Regions from separate parts of the Mus musculus genome. Here region 2 is linked to region 1. The links are chromatin contacts, called in public targeted proximity ligation maps. All regions are on one chromosome and are shown on one strand. The core of a region is the stretch at or near the end of the contact, and the rest is flanking DNA. Distances in the headings are between cores, read along the strand shown.

Region 1 (6,457 bases), core at 2,595-5,094:
CTCCCTCCCTCCTCCCACTCAAAACTCTGTCTACCTTGTGCATTCCATCATAAACCATGAATTGGTGTTTGTTAGTTGCCTAAAAATGGTCCAATTAGAAGTTCCTACTCTAAACTGGGCAGTGGTGGTGGTGGATGCCATTAATCCCACCAGCTCTTAGGAGACAGAGACAGGAGGATCTCTGTGAGTTTGAGGATAGCCTGGTCTACATAATGAGTTCCAGAACATGCAAGGATAAACAGAGAAAGCCAGTCTAGAAGCAAGAGGAGGAGGAGGAGGAGGAAGAGGAGGAAGAAGAGGAGAAGGAAGAGAAGGAGGAGAAGGAGGGAGAGGAGGAAGAAGAGGAGAAGGAAGAGAAGGAGGAGAAAGAGGAAGAGGAGGAAGAGGAGGAGGAAGGGGAAGAGGAAGAGGAGGAGGAGGAGTGGAAGAAGCAACAGCAGGTCCTACTAACTTACCCTACCAGGAAAACGGGAAGGTATCAGTCCAAGCTCACCCTTGGATTCAAAAAGAGTGAAACTCAGGCCTCCTCCTCCTCCAGTCCTGGAGGCTTCCAAGGCCCATGTCAGCCCCCAAGCCCTCTCGGGCTATTCAAAACTCCCTTCGACAAAATCCCTTCGATATCCAAACTGCCAATACACCCTACATAAAACTGCTTTGGGGAACACTGGCTAGAGGACATGAACTGCTAGCATCACCATCAGCACAGCCTCCACCCAGAATCCTCTGTTTGTATCTAAAATAGCCCCCTTCCCAGGATTGGGACAGAAGGATCATCAGAGCTGGGGGCACCAATGGAGACCTCTGCCACTGAGTTCTATGTGCCAGGTGAGAGAAAAAAAAAAGAAGTCTCAGAGAGGCTCTGCTTAGGACCACACAGCTCTCAGTGTCCCTGCATGAATCAGCCTTTGGGGTCTTGGTCAAGTCCTGTGAAAATGACTTGGCTCTAAGAGGTCAAGGCCCCCCTCCCTCAATCAGCAGAAGAGCAATATAGCATCCCCTAGACCCAGTTACCTGCTGGGAGCCAATGCATCCTGTCTGAAGGGTCCTCTCTCTACAGGCCTTGTGCCTTCTACTCTGGACGGCTGGTGCCTATCTCCAGGGGATTAACTGGGAAGTCACGGGGACCCAGCTGTACCAGCCTCGAGGGGGACGCTCTGTCCCAGCCTCCCACCAAAGGCCCAAAGCGCCTTAGCCCCCAGTCTCACTATCTACCCAGAGCAGGGCAGGACATGCCTCTGTGTGCAGAGCTAGTGGGAGCCATGACAGAAGAGACTCTTCTTTAGATTGCTCCTTCAGCAAGGGCCAGTCTGTCTCCCAGCCCAGAACCCAAACCACGGAGATTTCTACCCACTGCCTAGAGGGAATGGCTGAGGCCATGTGGGAATCTGGATGAGGACTTGAGGGTGGCCATTTGAGTGTGAGAGCATACACTACTACCTGAGGCTGAGGAATGACTCAAAACATCCACAAAACAAGGTTTCACACCTCCTAGTAGGGGCGCACTCATGTTTATGAGCACACCACTGCTCTATGCTTTCTCCCTTCCAGTGAGAACTTCCATTTCACCACCCAATGGATTCCCTGCCAAGGCCTTCCCCTCTCAGACTGCCTTAAGGACTTGAACCAGGTGTCCACCCACCCTGCCCCTATTCCCAGGTTCTGGAAGACTGCTGAATCCCGGCCCTCCTGAGCAGGCCCCACACCCCGCCTGCTCCCCACAGACATTCTTGAGTCTCCTCTTATCTCTCTGGAGGGAGCAGCCCAGCCTCCCTGCCAGGCAGCTGCATGGCTAAGCTGTGGCGTCAGCCTTCCATCCACCACCACCACCCCCCCACCTCAGGCCAAGAGGGAAAGTTTGGCTCAGAAGTGAGGAGTCCAGGCCAATTAGGCCCACCCCTGTGCCCAGAGCCCAGGTGGGGGTGGGGTGGGGGAGGGATACCTACATAAACCAAAGAGTCCTGGTTCATGGGTCACTAGGGGCACCAAGAATACACTAGGCACCCCCAATCAGTACTTGTACCCAACAAGGACCACTGACTTCTTTCTTCTTCTAGAATCTTTACTCACAAAGTCCCTGTGCACTCTTAGCCTATTGCCCAAAGTTGGGAAGCTCCCAGAGAGCTCCTGGACTGAGGGGTGGTGTCTTGCACCCTCAAATGGTATAGCTGCCTCAGACTTGATCACTGAATTTAGTCCAAGCCTAGCATTTTGCAGCCTCAAGACTTGTTCTGCCTGGGTGTTCAACATCCTAGAGTTAAGTTAACCTGAGACTGGAGCTGTCTTCTCCTGGGCTGCTCAGATGTAGGAGTGGATGGACAAAAGTATTCTGTGGTTCCCCACGTCATGGAAAGAGAAACGAATAAAGTCCTCTTCTTGCGTGGGGAAATCTCTCAGGAACTGGGCACTGGGCTTTAAACTTGGGTCTTGATTTTCCATCCTGCAACTCACAGTCCCAGCCTGGTATGTTGAGGGCAACAGGTTCTGCTCATGGAAGCCTCGACCAGTACTTAGGGGCAAGATGTTAGCTGAGGGACTAGGAAGAGGGTGAGGCAGGGAATAGTTTCTCAACATAGTGGGGATAGATACAAAAGGTGTTCAAGTGCCTCGGTCTCCAATAAGGGTCTGAGAAACCCAGCAGGCTGGGAGATGTCAGCCTGCACTTCCCCTCCCCCTCCTACACCAGCCCCTTCCCTCCTGAACCCAGCTTTCATGGGGGGAGGGGCAGGGTCTGTTCAGGAAAAGCTGAGGCAGTATTTAGACCAGGACCAGACTCTAAAATCAATGTGGGGGTTGGGAGGTGGGGGAGGTGAGGAAAACATATATAATGGAGCGTACATAGATCCTACTGGAGAAGTTCAGGTCAAGGTGAGGGGGGGACCAGGTCAGCTCCTGGGTCAGGTGTGAGGGACCCAACCCTGAGGCGCCTCATAGGGGCTGGTGGGGTGCCATTTACAGCATTGGAGGTCTCCTAGGGCAGAGGTTGCTGGTGACAGAGATGTCAGCCAGCTTCAAGGGAGTTCCATCTCTAGGAAATCACACTAAAGAGAAGGTCCTGCCCCAGGCAAGGAAGTAGTAGCTGCTTAGAGGAGCATTTATTTCAGCCTTAGTGGAGGAAGCAGCATTGCCCAAGACAGGTGACAGCCTCCAAGGATGTCTCAGCCTCCAGGAAGCACAGTCAGGAGGTCCCTGCTCCTAGAAGGTAGGCTAGGCTCTGGGGTCCCAGCCTTAAGGGAAAAGGGAAGTCCCAGGCTAGATGGAGTAAGAAAGAGGCTGGTATGGGTGGAGTACAGCGTCCTCAGACTAGAGAAGTGTGCTGAGGGTTGGAGTATCACCATTCAGGGACCGCAGGACCCGAAAGGCTTCGAGGAGAGCCGAGCACAGAAGGAACCCATCCCCAAGGAAGTTGAGTGTTGGAGGCCGATTCGGGGAAACCCAAGTCCAACGGGCTTGGGCAGACATCTAGAGACTCCCTATCTCGAAGCCATTCACCTCGCTGTTGCCAGTCTGAAGTAGAGTCCCTGCCAAAAAGGAGGCTTTCTGGAGGTCCTTTCTGGGTGCATGGTGGAAACCCCATGGGTCTCCTGTCCTCAGGGAGACTGGTTGGCCTATCCCAGAGCAGGAGGTTGATCGCCCAGCCAACCCCGCGGTCTCTCACCTTCGAAGAAGCGCTGCAGCGCTTCGGTCTCGTCCACCACCTCCATGGCCCGCCTGCCCGCCGCGTGCGCTCCGGCCGCAGCCCCGCTACAGCCTGGCCCGGGGGCGCGGCATCGCCGGCGCGGCCCGCGCGACAGTCCCGGCTGGGCTCCCGGTACAGTCCGGCCAGGCTCTCCTCACGCTCGCTCCCCGCAGCCCTAGCCCGGCCTCCGCCTGCCCCGCGCCCCGCCCGCCGCCCTCAGCGCCCTCTGGCGGTACGCCCAGAGCCGCAACCTCGGGTAGCAGGGTGCCGCGTCGTCTGCAGGGGGCGCTCGACGCGGCGGTGGTGTCCTGGGTACTGCCTTGCCTTAAAGTCTGTGGATTAGTCGCTTTTCACTCTTTTCTGGTATAGGTAGGGTTCCAGATTATGAATCTGAGGGTTTTCAGTACCAGATCTCAGAGATAGCTCCTATTCCTTTTCGTATTCACCCTATCCCAGGTAACAAAGGGATACTCTGTGCTAAGTACTCTATAGGTGTTAAACTCTGTTAATTCCGGCAGGTCTTTGTTAGGGAGGTACACACCCACTTCCCCACTCCCCACCCCCACCCCCCAAGGCCCAACGCACACCGAATCTATGTAGGTCTGGCCTTAAACTCAGAGAGATCCGCCTTCTTCCGCTTCCCTAGTGTTGAGAATAAAGGCATTTGCCACCTGTCTGGAACTATTACAATTTGCATTTACAGATGAGGAAGCTAAGGATTAATGAGTGCCCTCTAGAGAAGTGCTTCTACATAGAACTTTCTAGAATGGTGGAAATACTCTAGGTGTTGTCATTAGCCACAGTGGCAGCTGAGCATCTGAAATATGGCTCTGGGGATTGAGCTCCTGACTTTTCAGCTTTGTTTTATTTTAATTATTTTGAGCATAATTAGTTATGTGTGACCTTGGTAGTATTAGGCAGTACAGTTCAAGGTCAATAGGGTTCAGAGTTTAATGAGAGCCATTCTTTATTTTTCCTCAAGACAGGTTTTTCTGGGTAGCCATGGCTGTCCTGGAACTCACTCTGTAGACCAGGCTGGCCTTAAACTCAGAGATCTGTCTGCCTCTGCCTCCCAAGTGCTGGGATTAAAGGCGTGTGCCACCACCACTAAGAGTTATACTCTTACTCCCTGCTGCCCTACCTGATGTTTAATCTGAAATCACATAGGGATGAAACCATCGTGTCTCCTGTTTGGACTCTCACCTCCATCTTGCCCCCATTACACAGCATCTCTCCTAATGATTCCTCTACAGTCCTCCCAACTAATTCTTTATGAAGCAGAAGTCAGATCATACCACCATGCCTTTGGTAAAACCAGTGGTTTCTCCTTGCACTCTGACATCTAAACCTCTTGCCCTGGTTTCTCAGAAACCTGGCTCATCTCTCTCCACTTGTAACAATGACCTCAGCTTCAACTGCTTTCTGCGTGGCTCACTTAACCATTGCTACCAAGACCTTCTGCCATCACCCGAACATGCCAGGCCCACATCTGCCACAGGGCCATGGCACATGTTAGTTCATTTGTGATGCTTGCTCCCAAATGGCTAGTTCTTCTCAGCCACCAGACCTCAGTGCACACATCGGTATTCTTTTTTTGGGGGTGGTGGTGGTGGTGGTGGTTTCAAGACAGGGTTTCTCTGTGTAGCCCTGACTATCCTGGAAGTCACTCTGTAGACCAGGCTGGCCTCGAACTCAGAAATCTGCCTGCCTCTGCCTCCCAAGTGCTGGGATTAAAGTTGTGCACCACCACTGCCCAGCTTGGGGTATTCTTTCCAAAGCAGTTACTCCACCTCAACCTGTCTCACCCTCATAGGCGCGTAGCTCTGCATGTAGTTTCCATTAGTCTCCTTCTCAGGAAGGCCTATGAGGGCACTGCTATAACTTCAACACCAACCCCCCCCCACACACACACACACACCTCACACACAATAGGTACTCAAAAAGTACAGGTTGAATGTATGGAGAATGGCACCTGTAAACTTCAGAACCCTAGATCTAGGATTCTAGAATCCCAGACCCAGTAAATCACCACACTACAGAGTGGTTCAGGGCACATCCTCAGAGAACCCTTAGGCATAGGAAGTCAAAACCAGAAAGCTTTACCACTGTCTGGGAAAGATGAAACTGAGCAGCCTCCCGAAGCGTGGGGGAATATACCTATAACCAATGTACTTGGGAGGCTGAGGCAGGAGGATTGCAAGTGCAATGCCAGTGGGGGTTTACAAAGTCAGGCACACACACACACACACAACAACAACAACAACAGCAACAACAACAACAACCCAGAAGGCTGGGAAAACTTACTATCAAATCAAGATACCAACCTAGCCAGCTTAGAACTTTTGACTCTTTCTGGCAGTGGCTGCCAAACTAAGGTGGAGCACAAGCCCAGCTTTGCAGGGAGTCGAGTGAGACCCCCTGAGCTCTCCTATTCTCCCATCTGTCTCCCTTCTTCTCAGTGGCCAGCATGGGGGAAGGGCAGTCAGAGCCTGAGCTCCAGATGTGGCCCAGTCAGCAGGCTTGCGGTGGCCCTCCGAGGAGGACTTGGGGGAGGGGATGCCTAGGCTGGCGGGTGCCTCACAATGAGGTTTTGTCCCTCTGGGGGCGGTTCTCAGAGCTGCCTCTCTTAGGTATATAGAGTGAGATTTTGCTGGAGGCCCAGCTGTGGGCACTGACCACAGCTCCCTCTTTCCAGCCGGGGCCCCACCGAGAGGGGGAGAGGGCCACACTGAGCGGTCCATTCTTTTCCAGCTCTTGCATCCAGAGGTTTGTCTCCTCCGC
Region 2 (6,457 bases), core at 1,631-4,130, 180 kb before region 1:
GTCAGGGTTGTCCGGAGTCCTAGAGTATTTTGTAATTGCCTCTGCAAACAGGGACAGGGTAGGCTCAAGGGCAGGAATGTGTAAGGCTGGTTCCTTACCTACACAAGGGACAAGGGAGGTGGGAGATGGCCAAGAGCCAGGCAGCAAGGGACTGAATATGAATAGGGCCTTGTGGGAGCTGTGAGCTCAGCTCAGTGTGAGGTGAGCACTTATAACCTATGGGTGTTCCTCCTCTTCTCCACCCACACCACTTGGGTAACCCATCCCTGTTCCCCCATGCCCTTGTGTTCCCTTCTTGCAGTTGGCCCTCCGCTGCTCACCTTGGTGAACTTTGAAGTTGAAAATCTGGCGTACATGCTGGTGTGCATGCAGTGGACGGTGAGTAGGTACTGCTCAGGACCCCAGGCATGTAGCTTTCTGGGAGAGTGCTTCAGGCGAGAGCACTCTCCATCCCTGAGGGTGAATGAGTGTATGTGTGTGCATTGATGTGATTTGTATGCACTGTGGAAGAGCCCTCCTGGCCCCCCCTGGGTAGAATCACTGGATTGACTGACAAGCATCTGTGTCCCAGGCACAGGCTACCCTAATGCACCCTTCAAGGTCACTGCCACGGTCAGTCCTACCTGGTGATAAGGTGTGGACCCCTGTTCTTTTACTCAGCCATAGTAGCAGAAGCCCATTGAGGGGCAGAACCCTGAAGCAAATGAGTTGAATGAGCCCAGCCCTTCCTCCTGCCTCCCAGGTCCCCAGCCCATGGAGGCTACTCAACACTGCCTCTATCCTCCTCGCAGGACTTGCTGTGGGCTGCCAGTTTCTACTCCCGCTTTTTCTTGTCCTACTCTCCCTTCTATGGTGCCACTGGGACACTGCTCCTCTTTGTTGCTGTCAGGTATGCCCAGACTCAGAGTGACGGGGAGTTGGGAGGTCTCACACAGGTGGCAGGGGACCTCGACCACAGCCCTCCTTGTTCAGTCTGTTGTCCCTCTGCAGGATGGGTGGCAGCACCACCTCTTCAGGTGCCTGCTGTACATAATCAAACACTAGCAGAGCGGCCAGACCCTGGGGCTGGCAGGTCTGAGGAAACAAGCTCGGCTTGGCCGCGGCTCTGTGGGTGACCCTCTTGAGAAAGGTTGGCATGGGCTTAGCCTAACTAAGGACGCTGTAGTACTGAAGCCTTCCTCACAGGGTGCTGGAGAGCCACTGGTTCGTGTGGATCACGCAGATGAACCACATCCCCAAGGAGATTGGCCATGAAAAGCATCGGGACTGGGCAAGCTCTCAGGTAGGAACTGGAGAGCCTGGTGGGAGGATATGCTAGCCGGGGAGGGACCAGGCCCTGCTGAGGCTGCCAGGTGGTGGGGTCAAGGTTCTAAGCCAGCGTCTCTCCCTTGCACCTCTCCTGACCCTGCAGCTGGCAGCCACCTGCAATGTGGAACCTTCGCTCTTCATTGACTGGTTCAGCGGGCACCTCAATTTCCAGATTGAGCACCAGTGAGTGTGGCCTGGAGGGCTTGCTGGGTGAGACCAAAGCCAGGGCTCAGGACTCCCCTCTGAGGGATCCCTGGAAGATGAGGTGAGGCATGGTTCAGCTCCCTACTCAGATCTGCCTGCCTTTCCAGCCTCTTCCCCACGATGCCAAGGCACAACTACCGGAGGGTGGCCCCCCTGGTCAAGGCGTTCTGCGCCAAGCACGGCCTACACTACGAGGTGAAGCCTTTCCTCACCGCTCTGGTGGATATCATCGGGTAAGGCTGTACCTGGGCCCCTCAGGCTGCATGTACTAGTCTCTTCGAAGGCTCCATGCTTACTCCTGTACTGATCTTCTGTACGCCTGCCCTCAGAGGGGGCCCTTCCTAAGAACTGACTTCCTAGAGCTTTCCTGATTAGCCAGTGCTCTCCTTTCCCCACAGCATGGAGGACTTACTCATGCAGTTTTACAAATATGGCAGTGAGTCAGACAGTCTGAGATGTTCCTGTGTCCTGGGAGCTGGAGCCTATGTTCTAGTTGAAACAGAAAGCAAGCACTGTAGGGCTGGGGAGAGGGGTCAGTGGGTAAAGTGCTTTCCTTGTAATTGATGAGGACCTGAGTTCGAATCCCCAGCACCCATGTAAAAATCCAGGAATGGTGGCATGTGCCAGTACTGTCATCCCAGGACCGGAAGGCAGAAATAGGGATTCCTGGGACTTACTGGCCAGTGAGCTTTAGGTTGAGTGAGAGACAAACACACATAAACACACATTGAGTGGGACGAGAAGGAATGTTAGTGGTTAGCCAAGGAGCACATGACAGAGCGTGAGAACCTTTTTAATAACACAATGAGAATGAAAACCTAGTCTGGAGGCAGGAGAGGGGATGCAGAGGGCAGGTAGAGTGTGGTATTGTTTATGGCATAGCAGGTGTAAAGTATGGCAAAGGTGATGTGTAAGCAGAGGCGAGAAGCAGGGAGACAACTGGCCACTGGGTAGAGGGCACCTAGCTGAAGAGTATTCCAGATAGAGGCCCTGGGACAGGAGTGTGCTGATTTGTGGGAGGGCCACTAAGTGGAGGAGAGACCACCTGGCTTTCAAATGTGGCAAAGATGCCCTAAATGGACATGCATTCTGAGCAAGGGTGAAAGCAGAAATGGTAAAGCTAAAGTGCCTGTACTTGTCCGGGCTCAGTTCCCAGAAGTAGCCTTGGAAGTGGGAACAGAGGTTGGATACTCGACCTGCAGACACCTATATAGTGTTCTTTTCCTGGCCTCAGTACTTGTCTTTGGCATCCTGATGGAGCAGCTTCTGTGTCCCACATTTTTGGGTTGCAGAGTCCAACAGGGAGAGGCAACAGGGTGAACGATGGCCAGGCCCACTGAGGCTCACAACTGGACTTGGCCACCTGCCACTCACCTCCTTGTTGCAGTCCAGATTCCACTCTGGTTAATGAGTACCTGGCCTCACACAGCTGCCTGTCCCGAGCAGGGAGGGGGGCGCGCGGGGCGGGGGACTCACAAGAATGTCTTCACTCTAACACTCCTTATGGGACACAGGGGGATACTAATACCTCCCAGTTGAGTCTCTGATCCCCATCCCCACCTCTCAGGTCCCTGAAGAAGTCTGGCGACATCTGGCTGGATGCATACCTCCATCAATGAAGGCAGCACCCTTATGGGTGGTGAAGGGGTAAGGGTCCAGACTCCAGCAGTCACCGAGTCACTGGGCAAGATTGACAGTCATCCTCACCCCCTGCTGGGGCAGCCTGTCTGCCCGCCTGGTCCTGCTGGCTTTCCTCAGTCCTCAGCATTTTCTGGTCAGCAATCCTATGGCCATGGCACATGTCCAACAGGACCAGGGTGGAGGGAACATACTTAAAATGACACGGTGAGCATAGCATGTTTTCCTAGAGCAAGAACTGGAAGGAAAACTTGTTATTTTTATATAAAAAGCAACCCAGACACATGGAGCCAAGTGTTGGACTTTCATGAATTTTGGAGCCAAATCTGCTTCAGACTTGGTGGAAGGGCCATCATTGTGGAGCTGGGATGGAATGTAAGGAGTTCCTCTCCACCCTGGGTGCTCTGGGTCATGGAGGCAACAGCTACTCTACCCCATGGTTTGTTCCTACACTGAGCAGCATCCCGGGGGGAGTTATGTACTCAAGAGCCTATGGTTAAGGATCACATCTGCAGGAGCCTCTGGATTATGGGATGGGAAAGCCTATATATCTATACTGGCTTTCTACAGCCCTCTATGCAGGAGAGCCCAGTAGTGGGAGCTCTGCTACACTGGGTATTGCATAACAGTTGTGCTGAATATGCAGTGACTCAAGTGTGGCCATTCTGTCCCTAAGTCCTTTAAATATAAGGACTATTTCTTGAGCAGGAACTAACCTCTCACTTGGCCTCAGGATCTTCATCTGGACAATGGGTACAGTTGACAGTTGACTGCACTATCAACCTTTGAACAGCTCAAGGCAGAAGTTTTGCTTTATCTTGATTCTCTCCCCAAAGTGTTAAGGATGCTCCCTTCAAGCTAAGCACTGCAATCTGGGAAGGCACCCCTTCCCTAGTGCTTTACATCCAACTCAGTGCTGTAGGCATGCTAGGCAAGTACTCTACTACTGTCCTAAACCCAAGTTTGGTGAGAGAGGAGAGGGGACAGTGGACTCTGTCAGCCCCAGCACCGACACCCCATGGCTCCAAGCTGGGCTACAGATCTTTAAAGAGGTCTCAGAAGCTTTAGGCTGTAGCAATCCCAGCAGAAATGCTAAACTGGGCATCTCCTGTAGGAGCTGAGGCCTCATCACCAGCTGTGGGGACTACCCCACCCTCTCTCCACTCCCTGTGGCCTCCTTGCCTAGGGGAGTACCAGTGAAGCCTCCTGGATAAAGCGAGGGAAGGAGAGGTCCCATCGCGTCTGGGTACCTCCCTTGCTCTGTTCCATTCAGCTCTCCCTTCCCTGGGATTAGGTGGATGGGGCTAAGTCACGTGTCTGCTAGGACTTAAGGCTGCTTGACCTCAAGGAAGGAATTCAAGCTCTTAAATCCAAAGTAAATCCAAAGTGTCGCTTTCAACGCGATGAGAAATAAAAAGGATGCCCTAGAAAGGCTTGCGCCAAAAGGCAGAAATGTATTTAAAAGCTTTATGCGTATGACCCCATGCCTCTGGGCTAAACTGTTTTGTTCTCTGAGACAAGCCCTTTGCTTTCTCTGGACTTTATTTTCTTCCTCAGGTAAGGGCTGAAGATCCCTTGAAAGCTACTTCTAAGCCCTGTTATATATACTTGTAGTCCAAGGTACTTAACAGAAGGATCACAAGTTCAAAGGCAGCCAAGGCGACTTATTAAAATCCTGTTTGAGATGATAATAAATATTTTAAGGGTCTGGGGATGTAACTCAGTAGGAAGTCTTCTAGCATGTGTTCGCCGAGTCAAGCTCTAACACACACACACCACTACTTCTTGCCTCAAAAGCAAATTTCTTATACCCAGAGTGTATCACACCATCTTTCTGTACTTCCGTTCCCTGCAGAAGTCCCCTTTCCTATCCAAACTTTGATGATCCTAGTCCCACATAGATATGGCATTCCCTCAGCATACTGTCTGAAAGCACTTGGTCTCCACTCTGGCAAAGTCAGATTTCTGTTGGTGTCTCTGACGTGCTTAGAGATGTGTCTTGCTCAGAGGAAATCACCCAGCCTGCAGCACCATCCACGGGTATCCACATGACTGACTGCAGCTTGGACTGTGTTTCATGCTGCCCCTAGTGGTAGCCATGGGGAATGTGCTCTTTCCCTCCAAATCCAGAGTTATCCAATAAAATACCCTGCAGAGACCCCTGCCTTTAGGTCTCTTCCTTCTACCCAGAGCCCATTACTGATAGGTCATTTTTGTCCCACCTTCCCCTGTCATCTATGCTATAGCTCCTGGCAGTGGGTCACCTCCACTCACCTGAGTCCGTCTTCCTGTAGAGATCACAGACCACACTTATCAAGAGGACAGGAAAAGGCCATGGTAGTACCTTTGAAAGACCCCACTGTCTCCCTTTCTATTTTCTGTCCAACAGTCCTGAATCCAGAAAGAAAGGTTCCAGAGGGAAGTCACGGCTTGTTTGTCCTTTCGGTCAACCAATAGCTAAGAGACTCCAGTGGCCAGCTCCCACGAACCAGCCTCTGCCTTTGTGGGTGCGGCTGGCGGTGGGGAGATAAAGGCCTTGCGAAAGAACGATGTGTAAACATACTTTGTCCTTAAAACATACTGTGTTCTTAAAGACACCAGTACTTTCCAAGCCCTGTTTCCTGTTACTAGCTCCCTTTAGGCATTATTAGCTCTTGAACCAAATGGTTTGAAGCAAAACCCAATTAAGTGCCTTCCAAGTCCCCACCCCACCCCCACCCCCCCACCCCCAAAAAAAAGAAAGAAAAAAAGAAAAAGGCTTGATTCTGGCAGGAGGCAGTGGAGCCACTGTGAAGTCCTGAGACACTGGGCAATTTTATGTTTCATTTATCTGTGAACCCAGTCTGCCTAGAAATGCGCAGTCCTGTCAGTCAAAAGAACACCAGTGTCCAGATCGTACAGCAAGTCTTTTCCTCCAGCCCATTCGCAGGTCACCAGATGACCTGCTGGGACCCACTGCTGTGTGATCTATCTCACAGCAGCAGCTGTCCTCTGAACAGTACTTTCCAAGCCAGCTGAGCCGCAAGAGGCCCAAGGTATGGTTTCCCAAGTGGCTGTAATCTCCTTCTGTTCCATGACCTTCTTGCCTGAGGCCTTCTCCTCCCTCCCAGTGGCCCCGAGGGCTCCTCCAGCTATACACACAGACAGACACGTACAGAAACCTCTGGGCTTCCAGTTATACACACAGATAGACACGCACAGATGTTCAGGCTGCTCCAACAGCCCCAGAGAAGCCTCTGAGTCTGCTGTCTGGCATAAGCTCATACTACCTCAAAGATAGTAGGGGTTTTGTTTTCAATAGCACCTC

What was found.
Region 2: a targeted proximity ligation map of pancreatic cancer cells shows a contact between it and region 1. A contact is called at or near these places in 7 of 39 promoter capture datasets (the C10 cell line, the HPC-7 cell line, cranial neural crest and 4 more), 4 of 484 Hi-C or Micro-C datasets (bone marrow-derived macrophages and embryonic stem cells), 8 of 130 datasets of targeted methods (bone marrow-derived macrophages, embryonic stem cells, extraembryonic endoderm stem cells and 3 more) and 3 of 9 other capture datasets (adipose tissue, liver and pancreatic islet).

The regions. Positions count from the first base shown.
Region 1 is chr19:10,236,904-10,243,360 of GRCm38.p6, forward strand. Myrf (myelin regulatory factor) reads right to left here and starts at 3,845. Exons shown (of 26, transcript NM_001033481.1): 1 at 3,656-3,845. The coding sequence starts at 3,701.
Region 2 is chr19:10,054,806-10,061,262 of GRCm38.p6, forward strand. Fads3 (fatty acid desaturase 3) reads left to right here. Exons shown (of 12, transcript NM_021890.3): 7 at 302-378; 8 at 792-889; 9 at 1,186-1,282; 10 at 1,412-1,491; 11 at 1,620-1,745; 12 at 3,080-4,866. The coding sequence ends at 3,131. Among named protein-coding and RNA genes, the nearest start is that of Gm29917, 10 kb to the left of the region's middle.